2 separate regions of the Rattus norvegicus genome follow, and region 1 is linked to region 2. A link is a contact called in public HiChIP or PLAC-seq data. All regions are on one chromosome and are shown on one strand. Each heading gives the region's core, a stretch centred on a gene start, on an enhancer-like site or on the middle of the called end of the contact. The rest is flanking DNA. Distances are from core to core; before and after follow the strand shown. Region 1 holds the start of Ndufa10 (NADH:ubiquinone oxidoreductase subunit A10). Region 2 holds the start of Hdac4 (histone deacetylase 4).

Region 1 (4,963 bases), core at 331-2,830, 290 kb before region 2:
GGAAATGCTCCCCAGGTGGCTTTGTTGAAGCCTATAGTATCTTGATATTAAGGCGAGACAAAGAATTCCTAACTAATATCCATAGACCATTATTCTTCGTAAGTATGTAGATAATTCTTTTTAAAAGTTCAAGTACAATTCATTACTATAAGAATGACACATAATCAAACGGGGGGGCGGGGGGTGTGCTAATCCAGGGATTCAAAGCTCACAGTGATTAAGAGCACTGACTGCTCTTCCAGAGGTCCTGAGTTCAATTCCCAGCAACCACATGGTGGCTCACAACCATCTGTAATGAGATCTGACGCACTCTTCTGGTGTGTCTGAAGATGGCTACTGTGTACTCATATAAATAAAATAAATAATTATTTTTTTTTTAAATCTCACGGTTAACTAAGAACAAAAGCTTGCAGCAAACTCGGGGCAGACGGACTGACTGCGGCTTGAGTAGTACCTTGAGTTAATTACATGCACCATTTTTTTTCATTATGCCATTAGTAGAAGTTGTCAAACACAGAGGAGGAAGGACACTGTCTTTCCTTAAGGGTGAGCCTGAGACTGACACCTAGTGGGAGGGGAGTTGAGAAATGAGGTGATCAGGTTGCTAGAAGAATGTGGAGTGGGTTCCCCCCTTCCGTTCTCAATGTACTGGAAAGGACTCAGGGATTTCTAGAAATCGAGAAATGCGGAGGTTTTGTGTCAACTACCCGGAAGGTAGTCCACACCCACCCAGAACTCCTCTTGTCTTGGGGATCCTCCCCCTATCAGCATTTTCCTGGCTTCTTCACACTCTTCCACCTTAGCTTAACTCGGTTGTGACGTCATGTCAGCGCGCCGCGGACAGGATAGGACCCGGTCTTGGCACTGAAGAGCTTTTCAGGAGGTGACTATAATGTCGGTAGCTGTGGAAGGGAGGCAGGGAGCTCTGCACTGGAGACATAGTGGTACTAGACCGGAGACCACCTCAGCTCTCAGTACTACAAGAGTTCAGAAACCGGTCGTGAGCACCCACAGGGCTCAGGCCCGTAACAGGTCCTTCTCTCTGAAGCAGGCAGGGAAAATGTGCCACCCATAGAACTCAGATGGGGAATAGGCTCTCTCCACAGCGCCCAGGAGGGCAGTGAGCAGATCCTCCCCTCAGACTGGGAGTGGGTCCATGCAACCCAGGAAGTGGATCCTCTTGTCAGAGCTCGAGCGTGGAGCAGAGAGGCAGCAGGTTCTCACTGCAGAATCTGGGGAGCGAGCGGATCCACCCCACAGAATACCCAGAGAGAGGAGGGGGTAGTCACACTTTTGTCACACAACTCCAGCATCTGCGAGAAACCCGAACTCAAGACTGGCAGCCTCCGTGCAATTCACAAGGCTCAGGGTGGGTCTTTTCGCCCTTCCCCAGACTTGTACTGTATGGGTCGAGGAAGTAGCACGCTCCCCGCCCAAACAATCTAAACCCCGGCCCAGAGCCGCAATCTAGACCTAAGCCCCGCCCCTTCCCTCTGGCTCTGCCCCATCTCGGGTAGTTTTTTCCGACAGGCGCCGCGGACACTCGGTTGTGACGTCATGTCAGCGCGCCGCGGACAAGATAGGACCCTGTCGCGTTCACGTCCCTCTGGTCCTTGAGCCGGCGCAGGCAGCGAAGCAATGGCCTTGAGGTTGCTGAGACTTGTCCCGGCGTCGGCGTCCGCGCGCGGCCTCGCGGCCGGAGCCCAGCGCGTGGTGAGCGGCGGGTGGCTTTCCTCGCTTGGATCCTCGGCCTGTCCGAGACCTGACACTCCGGCATTGTTGATCAGACCCTTGAGCTACGAGCTCTTGAGGCCTCCACCTACAGCTCAGGGTGCAGCGGGACTCACATTCCCGGTTGCACTTGGGGAACCGAGATGCCAGAGCCGTGGAGCCTGGGCCCGCGTGCTCATCCGTTCAGTGATTGGTGAAGCTGCTTTGTCGAACGCCTTGTAGACTCGGGTGTCGTGACGTGGAGCAGGAACAGCGATTTGGGGTAGATTGGGGGAGGAGAGGACTTCCTAAGATGCATGCAGAATAGTGGGTGATAGTAAATGCCTAGGGGACCGTGACTGGAAACAGGACACGTTTTATGACGACATCATAGCTTCTTTGCTTTCTAGTAGCTAGAACTACATAGGTATTCAATTATAAAGGGGTTGACAATCATGCTAAGGTTTTTTATTTTGAGCAGGAGTGATCTGTGTGTGAGAGAGATATGGATGTGAGCCAGAAAGAGATGTGGTGTGTGTGAATGTCACTGTCAGCCTAAGCCCTATTAGGATCACACAAACTAGAGCACAGAGTATATTCACAGTGCACTTTTGACCTTGACCCTTAGAGACTACACTCATCTCCCTCTGTCTTCACCACATCACCCCCTCAGTGAGGTTGTCTCACATATTTATATTTCGGGAGTTCAGTCACATTCTGTGTTCCATCCTAAGTAAGTTTTGTTTGCATGCATTGAGTTCGTTCCTTATGCTGTGAAGTTGTACTGTTTTGCACAATGAACGAACGGTGTTATGTCTTGGCCTTTACAGTACCACACAGAGTAGTTCACAGCTCTGAAACATCTATTGTCCTCCATGTTCACTTATCTTCCACCCTCTCATGACAGCCATTGTGCTTTTGATGATGTTTTCATTTTGTCTTCTCTAGACTTGTGTAATCAGTCACCCATATTACCGGTCACTGTGCTTTCTTTACATATACTTTTACAATTACACTTACAGGTCATTTATGGGGGTGCACAGCTATTAAGATTACTTGTTTCTCTTTTTACATACACACTAAATCTTAATAATAATAATAAATCTTAAGCCAGACATTGTGGAGCTCACCTTTAATCCCAGCATGAGACAGTCAGATATGAATTCTAGGACAGCCTGGTATATAGGGAGTTCCAGGCCAGCCAGAGCTACATAGTGAAACTCGTGTCTTAAAACCAACCCCCAAAAACAGCAAGGGGGGAAAAAAAAAGATTCACGTCTTTGTGGCTTGTTTAGTCATTCCCTTAGTTCCTTAGTTTGGTTATATTGTCATTTATCCATTTACCTGTTGAAAACCATCTTGGTAGTTTCCCCTTTGAGGCAATTATGTAAAAAAGCTGATTTAAGTATGAGTGCACATTTCTTATGGGAATGTTTCTTATCATTGGGTGATGTGTTGGCTGGGTCGTTAGTGAGGCTATAGTTTTATAACCATCTGACTCTGACCATTTGTACTCCTTAGCAGTGCAGAGCATCCTACTGTATGCTATCTTGCTGACATTGGTGCTGGAAATCACTTGCATTTATGAATATCTAGTGAGCACACAGCTCATCTGGTTCCTGAGGGAGTATCTTAGACACTTTTGTGCCTTCTGCATTACCTTTGCCCTTTCAATCATTTACCTTTTAATTATGTGTCCCCTACAGTCCCCGGATTGGTGATTTTCATGTGGGGAGAGTGGGTTATGTTAGCTTCAGTCTGATGAATAGACTGGGAGATGACTGCTGATATGGACGTCCCTTGCCTTGTAGATGAGAGGTGTGAGGAGGACCTTTGCCTCTGTGCAGCAGGAGAGGGAGGTGATGCTTCTCTTCCACAGAGCCTGGGCATTCAGCTTCCATGGGTGATTATGGAACTGAAGAAAGGCAAAAATAATGCTTATGTTGCTCTGTTTTGTGGATTGGGGACAGTTTCCACTGCTCGGGGCATCACACTTGCAGTTAGAGCATGGAAGCTGTACTTAAGCTCAGGTTTTCTAGTTTTCTCATACTCAGTGGTAGAGTAATTGGGTAACAGGCCGAAGACAAAAGCCTGAATCAGAGAGGTACTTTGATTCTGTCAGGTCCCCCTCCCTGCTGCCATTTGTGTCTATCCATCCTTCCGTCCATCTGTTCATCTATCCATCTGGTTTTCCTTAACAGAGAAAGCGTCCGTGTTCTGAGACCCAAGGAGGTAAACCGCCAGCTCTCAGAGAGCTTGCACTGGGGAAGAAGGGAGTCAGGCCATTAAACAAGAGGGCTGGCCCTCCTAGTACTCTACATAATAGGTGTTGATGTCACAGTAACCAGAGTGATGATGTGTTTTTCAGGGACGAATTCATACCAGTGTGCACTGCAAGCTGAGGTACGGGCTTTTGGCTTCCATTCTCGGTGATAAGACAACCAAAAAGCTGCATGAGTACAGCCGAGTGATAACAGTAGATGGCAACATATGCTCTGGGAAAAACAAGCTCGCAAGGGACATCGCAGAGCAGCTAGGTATGCGCCGTGCAGAATGGCCCAGGCTTGTCAGGCATGTGGCTGCTTATCCCACTTAGAGTTTGCTGGGCTATTGACTAGGTAATTTTGACCTAAAGTAGGTCTTCTACATTTTTTTAATTGTTAGTTATATGCTTATAACATTAGTGCTTGAGAGGTTACAGCAAGAGGATTGCCATGAGATTTAGTACACTTGGGCTATGTAGTGAGTACTAGGCCAACCAAAGCTTCATGGGGAGACCCTGTCTCAAAAAGACCAAACTGGGGGAGGGGTATTAGTCTTTTAAAGGTGACATTAAAACAGCGTGGCAGTTACCAATTGGAGTTGGACTTTACCTGGGAGTGCAGCAGAACCCTCAGTTGAGGATGCCTTGCCAGAGGAGCTGTCACTGCACTTGCTTCCCTGTAGGGTGATGGGAGAAAGGCTGACCTCTTTAGTTCCTCATGCAGCCACCTGCCTGCTTGCCTTTGGGGATGTTGGACTGTAGCAAGCAGCGGGGTGAGGGTTGGAAGGGGATGTGCTGGGGCGCCTGGTTGTAGAGAACGGAGAAGCTCTTTAGCTGTTATGCACAGCACACATTGTGCTTCCTGAGCACGTGATGAAGTGTGGGCACAGAGGGGACTTTTCCTGGGATTCTGATGCCCATCCCCGACAGTAACATTCAAATTTTCTTTGGGTTTCTGTCCAACCGCACACTTGGAGTAGGTGTGAGTGA
Region 2 (4,898 bases), core at 917-3,416:
ACCTGCTCCTCTTTCTAATCACGCCGGCCCTCAGTTGCTTTCAAAGTTATACCTAGGTATTTACTGTACTCTCTGGTTGATACAACTGTGATTTTTCTGCCGTGTGTTCTAAAGTAATGTGCTTAACCCAATGCCTACCGCACACTCAGTGCACATTCACTACGGCAGTTAGCATGCCTGCAAGTTTTTTCCTCTCTGGGTGCCAGTGATCAAACCCAGAGTCTCAAGCATGTATCTTACCACACAGCTTAGACTGGTTCTACTTCCAAGCTCGTAGATACTGGGATTATGGGTATGGCCATTTGGCTGGGCCTGACCACTCTCAATATTGGGGGGAAACCCAGAGCCTTGTTTGCGCCAGTTAAGTGTTCTCTATCTCCAGTCTGAAAGCAGTTTTTGTGTTTACTTTTTAACTGTTGGGCTTCTACTAATTTTGGGGTGTTTTTGTATTAGGGGTCTATCTTTATTTCTGATCTCTTGGTTTCTAACACCAAGCCTCTATCTGAGAATGGGACTCTGTAAAGCCTTATAGATACCCTGGGTGATGTTGGGGCGCCTCTCCCCTACACTTTGTTTGCTGCTAGAGCCCTTCTATGTACCAAATGCAATTCTGTGAGGTCCAATCAGCACACGGTAATACTCCCCCGTCCCTGGAATGGAACACTATCATTTGAAAGTAACTGCATCTAAGAGTATATTCCAGAACTTCCTCATGTAACTTTTGTTCAGGTTCGTATTCATCAGTACTTACTTCGTATTTACTCAGTATTCATCAAATCTCTGATTATTGCACATCTTTATCCTTTCAAGTACTTCTGAACTTCATGTTTCATCTAAATGTTAGCAGGCTGCAGATCCTGCATTATTTTGTATGTAAATTTGGTAGTGTACTTTTCTATAAGCAGCTGCACTGGCACTCCTAAGTGCGGTCATTTTCTTCTACTCTTTTTGATTCCACAATTCATCCCTTGGCTTCGCAGCTGAGCTATCCTAGCGTCTGAATTTCTCCCAATGAACGAAGCTCTCTAGTTCACTATTACCCTGAGATAATGAAAAGAATCTATTGCATTTTGCGAATTGTTTTCATCCACATACCTTCAATTATCCCCCAGTCACGGATCAAAAAATACTATTCGGTCTCTATTCAATTCCTACAAGTCAAGGCCTAGTAGACAGGCCAGCATCCTAGGACAGTCAGACCATGTAGGGTGGACCAGATGCTCTCTCCTTCGTTCTAGATGTGAGATTCTGGAAATACCATGCACACAGGATGAGAAATTGCACTACTCTCCTGATGAAAGGTAATGGACCCAGGGGCGTCAGAAGCATGATCTTTCATGCCCATCCACACCCGGGTACGCCACTTATAGGTGCTTGACCCAGGTCTAGAAGAACCCCAGCAAAGAAGGGGTGGGTCTCAGCAAACCGGGACGCGGTGGCGGCGACCCAAAGCCTACACCTCCGCCACAGCAACGGTCCCTGAATTCCCAGTTCCCACGGCCACGCAAGGGCCCATAGTCACAGCCGCACCCCCAAGCGGCGCGCCTGCCCCGGGGCAGGGCGGGGCCCGCCGCGCCTGCGCACTCCCTCTGGGCTCGGCGTCCCCCGCACGCAGCCCACGTGACCTGTGCCTTGCCCAAGATGGAGGTTGCAGCCAGGCCTGACCGGGCCCCCGTCACAGTCTGCGCTCTTGCGCGCCCCCTTAGAGCATGAGACATGAACTCAGGCACACTATATTGACCCGGGCAGCGCCGCGGGCTGCCGAGGAGGTCTGTCAACAGCATCAGTCAGTACGTGCACCAGCTCCCTGCTCTTTCTCCACAGCGAAGCTCTCAGAGCTAGCGCCTGGAGAGTCCTCGGTACGCCCCGCTCACTAGTATTGACAAGGCCGGGAGCCAATGGGGTTTGTAACTTTTGAGAGAGGCCGATCGAAGGCGGAGCCCCTTTGCAGCGCCCGCGAAGCGGGGGTGGCTGTTGGGCTATTGTAGGGCGGACTTAGGACTCTCGGACCAATGGAAGAGCAACTGAATTCTTGGAGGCGGGGCCGAGCCGTAATTGACGCTTTCTTCATTAGAAACCAGGCAGGGGGCGGGGCCCACGGGGGGAGGTGACGCAAAGCCGTTGCAGCCAATGGCTGGTGGGCCGACGGCGGGAGGGGCGGGGTTGGAGCGCCTGACGGGCGTAGGGCGCGGCCTATCCCCGCGCGGCTCTGCGCTCGAGGGGGAGCAGCATCATGGTTCAACGTGGGTCAATTTTTTGTGAATGAGGAGGGGAGGTTGTGGGGCCGCTGCCGCGGAGCACCATCCCCGCCGCCGCCCGAGCCCGAGCCCGCGCGCCTGCTCGCGCCGCCGCCGTCGCCGCGCCGCCTCACGCCCGGCCCGCTCAACGCGACTGCTGTCGCCGTCGCCGCCCGAGCCCGCCCGCCCGCCGGCGGCGGCGCAGGCTGAGGAGATGCGGCTCGGAGCGCCCGAGCAGGGCTAGACGCGGCCCGCCGCCGCCGCGGTAAGCCACCGGCCGTCATTGTCCGCGCCGCCCGGTTGCTGGCGGCAGGTGGACGCCCGGCCCCGCCGAGGCCTCGGGGCCCTGCGCCGCGGGCTGGCGGGCGGGAGAGCGGCCTGCGCCGGCGGGCGGGCAGGTGGGCGCGCGGGGGCGGGGGCCGGGGCGTTTATGTAACTTTGTCAGCCTGTGAGTTTGCAGAAAACGCCCCTCGGCGGCGGCGGGCGGCGGGGCGGGGGCCGCGGCTGGGCCCGGACGGTCGTTGGGCTGGCGAGAAGCTGCGCTAGCCCGGGAGACGACCCGGTGTCCACCCTGAGCGAGCGTTCCGAAGGCACGGCTGTAGCCCACACCGCCGGAGTCGGTCGGAAAGGCCGGGTGTGGAACCCGTGTTCTCCTTTAATGCACACGGAGAATTTGTTAATAACTTGCAGCCGCTGATAGCAGTGTTTTGGTTATTGCATGCTGTAAATTGACCTGCTGTGACACGATTTTCAAATAAAGCGTCGCAGAAATTAAACTTAAGTTATTTTAGAACTAATGACTTTCTTAACTAAATCCTAATTGCATTACTGTAGAGACCTACCTAATTGCTTTCCGAGAGCCACTCTGCCTGCTCGGGGAGGAAGGAAAGGCCTGTGTAGTCACTTTGCCTCCCTGCTTTTCTCTGCTCAGGCGTTTCTGCCTGTTCCCACAAACCACCTAAGCATTTAAGGCCTGCGGAGTATTAACGTGTAAACAGCCATGGCCCTGTCGCACTTTGGGGCTAGGGGGATGCTGGCGGCTTGCACCTTGACCTGGTTTCGGTTTTTCCTCCGTGATATGATCGAGGTTGCCAGGAGTTTTAATTGCTTCTGATAATTCCGTGCATTATTTCAGGACCGGCTTGATGAAAGCTAGTGTGGTGGTTTCAAAATCCATCCAGAAAGAAGGTGGTGGTGGTGGTGGTGGTGGTGGTGGTGGTGGTGGTGGTGGTGGTGGTGGTGGTGGTGGTGGTGGTAGAACGCTTGTGAGAGGCAAGGAGGTTGAATTAAGAAAACTCAGCTGCTTCTACACAAATATACACTATAGCAGTTACAAGGCAGCAAAAGTTATTGCAGAATTTTGCAGTCTCTATGGCAACACAATTACTCCATTATAATTGGAAATGCAAAATGCCACCCAGTTAGAAGTTTCATCAGAATGGAGTTTTGGATATCAAAAAAATATGCGAGATTTAGTTAAAAATTCTCATTTTTCCCCAGGTAGCTTCTGCAGCTCTAGTCTAGGTTCAATTGTCTATTTTTAAGACCCATTCGCTTTCCCAGATCTGCCACTCCTCGGGATCTGTGGCATCTTTCCCCAGAAGAACTCCCCGTTTGTGTGGGAGGGAAGTATTTTCATGCTTTAAAAACACACACCCGACACACTGTAAGACTTCTATGGCTTTCTGTGTTCTGGCTTTTCTTTTAAAGATCAAATGCCTTCCTGAAGAGCAGTAATCACCCAGAAGAGGCTGGGTTTGCTAGAAGGCCGAGGTAACACTGCCCCCTTTAGGGGTCTGCCGGCTGCTTACCGGGTATCTGAGAGCCCTGAGGGGGAGAGAATGACTGTGGACTGCAGAGAGGCCTGGAAAGCCTAGGGACCAAGGACAGATGTGACCAAAGCAGCCCTAGCAAGAACATTCTGTGGTTAGCAGCGTCAGGGAGCTGGGCAGCATATAAAGCCCCCAGGTGGCACCTTTGCAGAAGTCAGGGGCTGCTGCTGTGCGAGGTGGCAAGAGAACATGGCACTCTTCACGGGGCTCCTGGCACCTAGCTTGACTTTGGTTTCGAAGCTGTGTTAGGATGATGCCCCTCTTGATGTTTACCAGAAGAGCTCTGGTGCTGGAAGTTTCCACACATCGTGGGGCTGCTGCAGCTTAATTTCGTTATAACCCTTTCCTTTTAACTACTGCATATTTTTGCCCAGTAATCGACTTCCATTTTCCAGCCTCATTGTGAGGTTTCAATGCAGCATGAATGGCTTTGAATTCCAATCCTTTGATGTTGGGGGTGGCACCAAAGGAAAGGAGACTTTGTGCCGTCCTAATTGCCAGAGCAGAAGAAAATTTCATCACTCCTGTCGAGCCTCGTCCATGCCATTTTCTATTGAAAACGGCTGGTTTTTCAGAACTCTGAAGCTACCATAAGTAATACATTAATACCTGACGTGGGGAACCAGGGAGATGCAGAAATGAGAGACACCTGCTGCACAGGGAGATTGGGGGTGGGGCTCAGGCCCAAGACCAGGGTTTTTGATGTCTCTGGGCCCTGGGGTGACTGAGCAGGCTGAATCCAGAGTTGAGCTCATGTCCCATTGGTTGAAACCCAGCCTTGGGGAGGGGTCCCAAGGAGATTTTTGGGAATGGCTTTGTTTTGATCTCC

What was found. HiChIP or PLAC-seq counts read pairs in DNA pulled down with a chosen protein or histone mark.
Region 1: a contact with region 2 is called in an H3K27ac HiChIP or PLAC-seq map of oligodendrocytes, with 10 times the contacts expected there. The contact joins the promoter of Ndufa10 here to the promoter of Hdac4 in region 2. A contact is called at or near these places in 1 of 12 Hi-C or Micro-C datasets (Schwann cells) and 1 of 1 datasets of contacts at active chromatin or transcription factors (oligodendrocytes).

The regions. Positions count from the first base shown.
Region 1 is chr9:100,485,881-100,490,843 of GRCr8, reverse strand. It overlaps Ndufa10 (NADH:ubiquinone oxidoreductase subunit A10), which reads left to right and starts at 1,580. Exons shown (of 10, transcript NM_199495.3): 1 at 1,580-1,713; 2 at 4,079-4,247. The coding sequence starts at 1,639.
Region 2 is chr9:100,194,905-100,199,802 of GRCr8, reverse strand. It overlaps Hdac4 (histone deacetylase 4), which reads left to right and starts at 2,166. Exons shown (of 27, transcript NM_053449.1): 1 at 2,166-2,243.